Regions from separate parts of the Mus musculus genome. Here region 2 is linked to region 1. The links are chromatin contacts, called in public HiChIP or PLAC-seq maps. All regions are on one chromosome and are shown on one strand. Each heading gives the region's core, a stretch centred on a gene start, on an enhancer-like site or on the middle of the called end of the contact. The rest is flanking DNA. Distances are from core to core; before and after follow the strand shown. Region 1 has its middle 49 kb from the start of Gm29935. Region 2 has its middle 83 kb from the start of Gm36794.

The links. HiChIP or PLAC-seq counts read pairs in DNA pulled down with a chosen protein or histone mark.
Region 2: a contact with region 1 is called in an H3K4me3 HiChIP or PLAC-seq map of embryonic basal ganglia, with 2.5 times the contacts expected there. The contact joins two enhancer-like sites. A contact is called at or near these places in 1 of 484 Hi-C or Micro-C datasets (nephron progenitors) and 2 of 115 datasets of contacts at active chromatin or transcription factors (embryonic basal ganglia and embryonic forebrain).

What each region holds. Positions count from the first base shown.
Region 1 is chr5:111,841,937-111,845,641 of GRCm38.p6, forward strand. No RefSeq gene overlaps it. Among named protein-coding and RNA genes, the nearest start is that of Gm29935, 49 kb to the right of the region's middle. Within about 2 kb of position 1,300, at least 33 of the 459 cell types and tissues checked have an H3K27ac peak or open chromatin away from gene starts, as enhancers often do. A contact at or near this core is called in embryonic basal ganglia, where this site is marked.
Region 2 is chr5:112,028,175-112,031,852 of GRCm38.p6, forward strand. No RefSeq gene overlaps it. Among named protein-coding and RNA genes, the nearest start is that of Gm36794, 83 kb to the left of the region's middle. Within about 2 kb of position 1,992, at least 20 of the 459 cell types and tissues checked have an H3K27ac peak or open chromatin away from gene starts, as enhancers often do. A contact at or near this core is called in embryonic basal ganglia, where this site is marked.

The DNA.
Region 1 (3,705 bases), core at 50-2,549:
ATTGCAGCGCTGTGACACTGACAGAAATGGTTTGTGATTGATCGATGCCGAGGCCCCCACCGATCTTTTTTATGAGATGTTGCGGTAGATCCCAGGGAGGTACCACTGTGGTTTCGCTGTGAGGTCTCAAGTGCATCCATTCCCCCTTTCTCAGGACTTGAAACGTATCTGGCTCCTTGGGGGACTTGTCCTTTCGTGGCTTCGGATATTAGAACACCTCCCATTCTGTTTTCTCTAGGGGTGCCCACTTCAAGAATGTAGGGCGGGCAGTGTGGTCCCTGCCTCCAAGCCTGCAACCTTGCGGTCTGCAGTTCCTTGATTATCATAGGGGGTTTTCATGTCCCTTAAAGTACAGCCTGTGTCCTGTTCAGTGAAAGTAACAGGGAGAGAGTGAGGGCATCGTCATGGGGTTTCCTGTGAGAACCCCAGTCACTCTGCCTCCTGTCTGGGAAGTGCAAGATTGGGGCGGTGCTACCTGAAGCATGAATTCAAAAAGAAAAGTCAGATGTTGGGCATGGGGGTGCACACGTGTCACCCCAGCATCCTGGATGCCGAGTTCTGGGAGGACATCAAGTTCTGGGTGACTCTGTCTCAAAAAAAAAAAAAAAAAAAGACGGAAAAACAAAACAAAACTGTGTCACGTGACCTCGATGTACGCGTAAGAACCAACAGAGCATGCTCCACACACTGGCAGCAGGCATGCCCGGGGCAGGATCTCGGGTTTCCGGTGTTGTACTGAAATACACCAGGCAGAGCATTTTATAAAGAGAGAGGCTGTCGGGTCACAGAACTGCGCATCTCCTGGACTTTAGTGGGGGTTCCCCGGCGATGGTTCACGGTGGAGGATGCGGTGTATGAGGGGAAAGGAGGGGAAGGAGAGGGATTTAGGGCACCCGAGGACTTGCTTTCATTCTCCAAGATCCTGTCTACTCATACAGTCACATTCTGAGATCAAAGGGGGGGGGGAGGGGTGGGATGCTGAGCATACAAATTGGGGGTGCACAACTATATCATAATACAGTGTGTGTGACTTGGAACACCCCAATATCCCAGAGTCTGCCTCTCCTCACTCCCTGGTGCCCCCCAAGGGGGCTGGTTTGCTTCTTCTACTCTCTGACATCCCAGTCCCTTACTTTCATGTCTGTCCCTCTTTCCCAGTCCCTCTGGCCTTTGTATGGAAATAACCCATGTGTCACAGGAGACAAGTCTTTGTTCAAAAAGCTACTGCAGCAGCCAGCACCCAGAGCTCCTCCAACACAGGTCACTGTCCTGTTCAGGGATGTTTGTTGATTGCTCATTGACCTGGGAGTCCTCTGTCTTCAGATGAGAGTAGCTCTGAGCCTGCTTGCTACATACTTGTGCTCTCTCCTCTCCTCTCCTCTCCTCTCCTCTCCTCTCCTCTCCTCTCCTCTCCTCTCCTCTCCTCACCTCTCCTCTCCTCCCCTCTTTCCCTTCCTTTCCTTTTTCCCCATTCTCCCCCCCCTCCAGAAGCCTTAGTCACAAACAATCAGGGTGGGACAATGTCTTCTCCAGGAGAGATATGGGGGTCATCTTTTATTAAGAAGAGAGCTTTTGAAATGCACGGTGAGTGGTGTCCCCCTCATTAGCCGGAGAGGGATCAGGACCAGCAATCTAGTTGATCAGCAGCCGCAATTTATTTTAAACTGCCCGTTTTCTGGATGTCAGAGGACGACTTTTATGTATAATCTTATTTCCAATTTCAACAAAGAACACTTCACTCATGTTGGGTGCAGAGATTTTTTTTTCCTCTCCATAGACAATAACCGATTATAAAAGCAGCTCCCGGCCGCCTCCCCCCCCCCCCAACCCATCTCGTCGTGGTGTTGACATATGGAAATGAGGCAAATGTAATCCCTGTAATTACAAGCATTGTAAGCAGGGTACAATTAGTGTCTCTCCAAGCCGATGTTGTAATCAAAAGACGTTGGTGACACAGTCCAAGGATGGAGGAGACACTCCACAGAACCCAACATGGGTTGGAAAGAAGTTTCTTTCTTTCATTTTCTTCTTCTTCCCACACGGAGACAAATGTCGCCTCCTATTCTCTCATGAGTGGGTGAGGAGAAATCAGTTCTAATTATTTACTCCGCCCATCTAGACCCACGCAGACAGACAAGGGGGCTCCACTTTAAAAATAAACCCAGCCACGTGGCAGGTAGGGCTGGGCTCTGCGGGAGCTGGAATATTTAGACGGTGGCTTTTAAGGTCACCTGTTCTACCGGGGGTATGTCAAGGCACCCGCTGGCCAAATGGGGCCCCATGGGTGAAAGTCAGACACCCACAGGGCTTCCATGTTATCAAACACATTTGGGGCTCAGGGCTGTGGCCGTCACAGATACTTTGCTCATATTTTATTTGAAAACCTTTGTCGGCGTTTAGGTGCCAAGGGGGGTTTGTAGCAAGCATGTGACGCCCGACTCCTGAGAAATTAGAGCTGATCACAAAGGGGAGACCTGTGGTGACACAGGACACCATGGGTGTCCAGTGCCTGTAGGTCCCTGGGGATTCCCACCACTTGCTCAATTCCCACTGAACCACCAAGTTGAAGGAGCTCCACAGACTGGGGCTGTCTGCAGAGTTTGTGGGAGAGCCATTGTGCCTTCCACCTCGGCTGTCTTCCATTTCTATGAAGCACAGTCCCCTTCCTAGTCCCCAAGCCCAGTGCTTCGGGGTGTGTCCTTCCCTGCCAAGCAACAACCAGGCATCCCTACCTGTGCCAAACACAGCTCACCAGCCTTCCCAGGAGGCAGGTCCCTCCCTACCTCCATGGGCATCTACCTCCCAATGCAGTGTGGCAGTTGGGGAGGGGGAGGAGGCTACATTTGAGTTTCTGAATGAATTATTCAACGAGGATTTCTTTGTTGCCTCCAAAGTGAGTGCAGGGGAGGGGGGGGGAGAGAGAGAGAGAGAGAGAGAGAGACAGACACACAGAGACAAACAGAGAGAGGCAGAGACACAGAGAGACAGAGACAGAGAAGAAAAAGAAGGTTGGATAGTTACAGAGCCGATGGTGTGCTCATCACAGCTTAGAGAAAAAAGAGGGAAAAGAAAAAAATGAGGGAGAGGGGACAAAGGAACAGAGAGAGGTGCAGGAGAGAGAAGAGAGAGGATGAGAAAGCAGGGAGGGCGGGGTAAAGGAAAGCTCTATTATTCCCGTTGAAATTGCCCAGCTAAGGAGATACAAGCTCTCCCCAAGGCCAACACACTTCCCAGGACTCAACTCTCACTGTAAAGGAAAATCTGAGGCCATCCCCAAGTTCACATGCTTGAAATGTCCTCTCCCCAGTCCCCTAGCTGATGGCATCCAGAGGTGCCTCGTCGAGGTTATTAGAGTTCCTTCATGAGGATGGGGTCCCTTTGGTCATCTTGGTGAGATGGGACCAAGAAGATGGGACCCTGTTTGCCCACCTAGCACATCAGCTAGCTCAGATCCCCAGAACCGTGAGGTATATAGAAAACAGATAAACTTCTGTTTTCTGAAAATTATCCAGTCTTGGGTATTCTGTGGAAGCAGCTGAAAATGACCCCGAGAGCCATGTTGACCTCCACGCCGCACCCTCTGGTCCAGAGGTCGCTTTAACTTTGAGCCAATTGCTCCGCAGTGCAGTAGTTCAGAATCTAGCACTGTACCCACAGGGAAACAGCTCAAAGCTATAGTGTGGAGGGTAGGGCAGCCACAGTCAC
Region 2 (3,678 bases), core at 742-3,241, 190 kb after region 1:
AACACTTCCCAGAAGACATGTGACATGTGTGGGGTCAGAGCAGACATGAGCAGACTGTCAGTGGGGGTGAAGTCAGGTGGGAGGGGGGGACTTTGTACCCATGAAAGGAGTGAAGCAGGGAAGACTTACCCCCACAAACACAGTAGTGCTGGGCTTGGGTTCTCAGTACTGTCTCCTTGACACCTCCAAGGGTAAGGTAACAAGGGACAAAGACAGGTCACTAAGTACCTCAAGTGTCAAAGAGAGGGGATGGCTCTGTCCCTATCAACTTTGATATATAAAATGTACACCTGGGGCTAGCTGGATGTGTCCGTGGGTAAGGGTGCTTGTGGCTGTGACTGGTGACCAGAGTTCCATCCTGGGGATATACACCAAAGAAGACTAACTCTTAAAAGTTGTCCTCTGACACCCTGTGTGCATACACATCCCACATATGCACACACATGTACACACACATACACACATGCATGCACACATGCACATATAGATTTATTTTTAATTTCAGTATACATTGGAAGGGGTCACTTCTCTTCTTTCCCACTCTCCAGGCTGAATCCCACTGGGCCTCTCTTTCTGTCCTCCAAAGTTTTTCCTCTGGTCCTCTTCCTTTCTCCCTGAGTTCTTCTTCTGGTCCTCTCTCTCTTCCTGTCCCCGCTTCCGAGTTCTTCCTCTGTGCCTTCCTACTTCCTTCCCAGTAACTTGAGGACTTCGTACAGACACATGGGCTGCAGTGTGAGCAGCTGATATATGAAGACACCATGAACACAGAAGAGCCGGGTGTCCACATGTACAGGATGGGGCTAGACCCACCCCTACTTCTCACTGGCTCAAGTCAGTCCTGAGACAGAAAAACAGCTAGAAAAAATTATCAGGATGGGGGTGCAGACCATGGGGCAGGGGGTGGGGAATATGACGTCAGGCACCCGCAGTAAGTGGGAAATTATGCTAAGAATTGTCTGCATGGCGACACAGTCGCAATGGGAGAAACGGGCCTCAGCATTGCAGAGATTGCTGATTGGCTCGCCTCTGCCTTCTCAGATCCCCAGGACTCAACGGAGTCAAGAACTAAGCAGCTCTGTGGCAAGCCCATGGCCCCAGCCCTAAAAACCTCACCACCACTTTATTCTTAGCAAACCCACCAGTTTCCAAGTTCCCATATCAGGTAGGAGCCAACTGTGCTGTCTCAGGTGACTTGTGCAACTACTTTGAACCTTGACTTTCTCTCTTGGAGCTATTAGGAATTCCTGTGAGGTTCATGGCAAGGAAGCTGCCCTGCCACTGTGCAGGTCCTACCTGTAAGAGCCTTCATTATCATCAGCCTGTCCTGTGACCACTGACCTGAGTCCCTGACTCTCTTCTCCAAAAGACCAAGAAATGTCTATTAACAGAAGGCAGGAAAACAGGCAGGCACAGATAAAGAAGTAAATTGGATCCCTCCCTACAAGCCATGTGACAATATCAGCAAGGCACAAACAATACTCAGCCTAGCAGGCATGCCTCTATCCCAGAAGCCTCTGGGCCACGAGCCTGAGACAGGCAAAGCCACATAGCATCATCCAACATCACCTGCTTTGCCAAACAGGGCACCAGGGTCTGGAGGCAGGAGACAACTCAAATGGGAAGAAGCAGAGACAGGATTTGAACTACAATCTCTCTATAGATTTTACCCGATGCCTCTTGTGCAGAAACCAGCTGTACATACCAGCTATAGTAGGTGCTTAGGAAACCTGCCCTCTCCACACCCCTCCTTCTGCTCTTTCCCCATCTTTCAGCACAGGGACTAGCAGATCTTCCCACGAATCCAGAAGAGACTGCTAAAATATCACTAACCCCCATCCGTCTCTCAGGGCCTGCCTGTATCCTCGAGTCCCTGATACATCTCCTGCCTTCCCTGAAAGGCTTGGGAATCCAGGAAAAGCAGGGACCACTCCTGGCAACGGGCCTCCTGCCCGTCCCGTGGTTGCCATGGCAACAGTGCCAGCATCCATCTTCTTCAAGTCCCTCTTCCCGGCTCTGCATCCCTCCCTCTCCTGTCACGTCAGATGAAGGACAGGGGCTGAGACCTAGCCACGGAACTGCGGAGGAGCAGAAGGAGAGGACGGCTATAGACAGAGCCATGTCAGGCTCAGACAGGGCTGGAGGAGGTTCTGGGTCCCCACCAGTCTGGGAAACTTCATTCCTTTCAGTGTCTTCTTGGACACACAATGCACATCAAACACTGTGCTGAGGGTTTTTGCATCCACTGCCCTACTTCAAATTCAGCATAAATGGAGGGTCTTCCTATGGGAGGCTTGCTTTTCTCTTCTTCCTTCAGCCCACTCTAGCTGGCCAGGCCCACACTACACCTCTTGCATCTCAACAAATCTTACACTGTTTGAAAAACTGTCCTCCCCCAAGCACTCCCCTTCTCTGTTTTTTGTTTTGCTTTCTTTTGTTCTTGTTTTTCAAGACAAGAAAGACCTCACAATACAGCTCTGGCTGGCCTTGAACTTGGAGATCTGTCTACCTCTGCTTCCCAAAAGCTAGGATTAAAGGTGTAGCCACCACCACTGACCTAGATTTGTTTACTTTTAATTGTCTCTGTGTGAGTCAGTGCACATGTAGACATGAGCACAGATCTCCCGGAAGAGGGCATCAGATCCCTTGGAGCTGGAGTTACAGGCAGTTGTGAGCCACCTAATATGGGGAGGGAGAGAGTTGGGAGTTGAACCCAGATCCCCTGCAAGAGCAGGGAGCATTCCTCACTGCTGAGCTGTCTGCAGAAATGGCCCCACCTGTCTAACTGCAAATCCCAAGTCTTCCAGTGGCACCAGGAGGCTTCTAAGATTGATCTGATGCAAAGAAATGAGGTTGTGCCGGGCAGTGGTAGCACACACTTTTAATCCCAGCACTTGGGAGGCAGAGGCAGGTGGGTTTCTGAGTTGGAGGCCAGCCTGGTCTACAGAGTGAGTTTCAGAACAGCCAGGACTACACAGAGAAACCCTGTCTTGGGAAAACAAACAAACAAACAAACAAACAAACATTTAAAAAGGAATGTAGGTTGTGCATAACAGTGTGATTGTGAAGTTGAGAGGTATATGCAAGGGCGGAGGCTTCATACTATCAAGGAACAGACAGCTTGGTCTGTGGCCTCTGGGTGCCCCTTAACCTCTGTTAACAGGTCAAGAATGCAGGCACGGACCCAGGAGGACCAACCACACTGATGGTAACTTCCCAAGGAGACGTGAGCCTGCCACACCAGGAAGCTCCCAACTGGCAGGACATTTACAGATCACCTTTTCAACCCACCCCACAGATTGGAAAACAAAACCCAGATCAGGGCAGGAACAAGTCCCAGGTGATGTGATGAAGCATGAGGCAGGACTTGAACCTTAGTAGTGCAGAGCCGTCACCAGTTGTACCCCAATTCATGACGTCCCATGCCAGAGCAACAGAGGCCTGGGCATGGTATCCATAGAGCAGGATGAGCTTTGTTGGCCAGGAACAGTGCCGAATTTTAAAATACATCAGCTTGGTTTTCAATGCTACAAAACAGAGATGCTTACCAACTTCCTCATCACAGGAGATGAGGGATCGGAGTTATGTGAGTTCCTAAGAACTGGCAGGGTGATTGCCACACACTTGGAAGCTTGAAAACCCCAGCTTGTGCCACACCATTTTTGAAGTCAGTCATCAGTT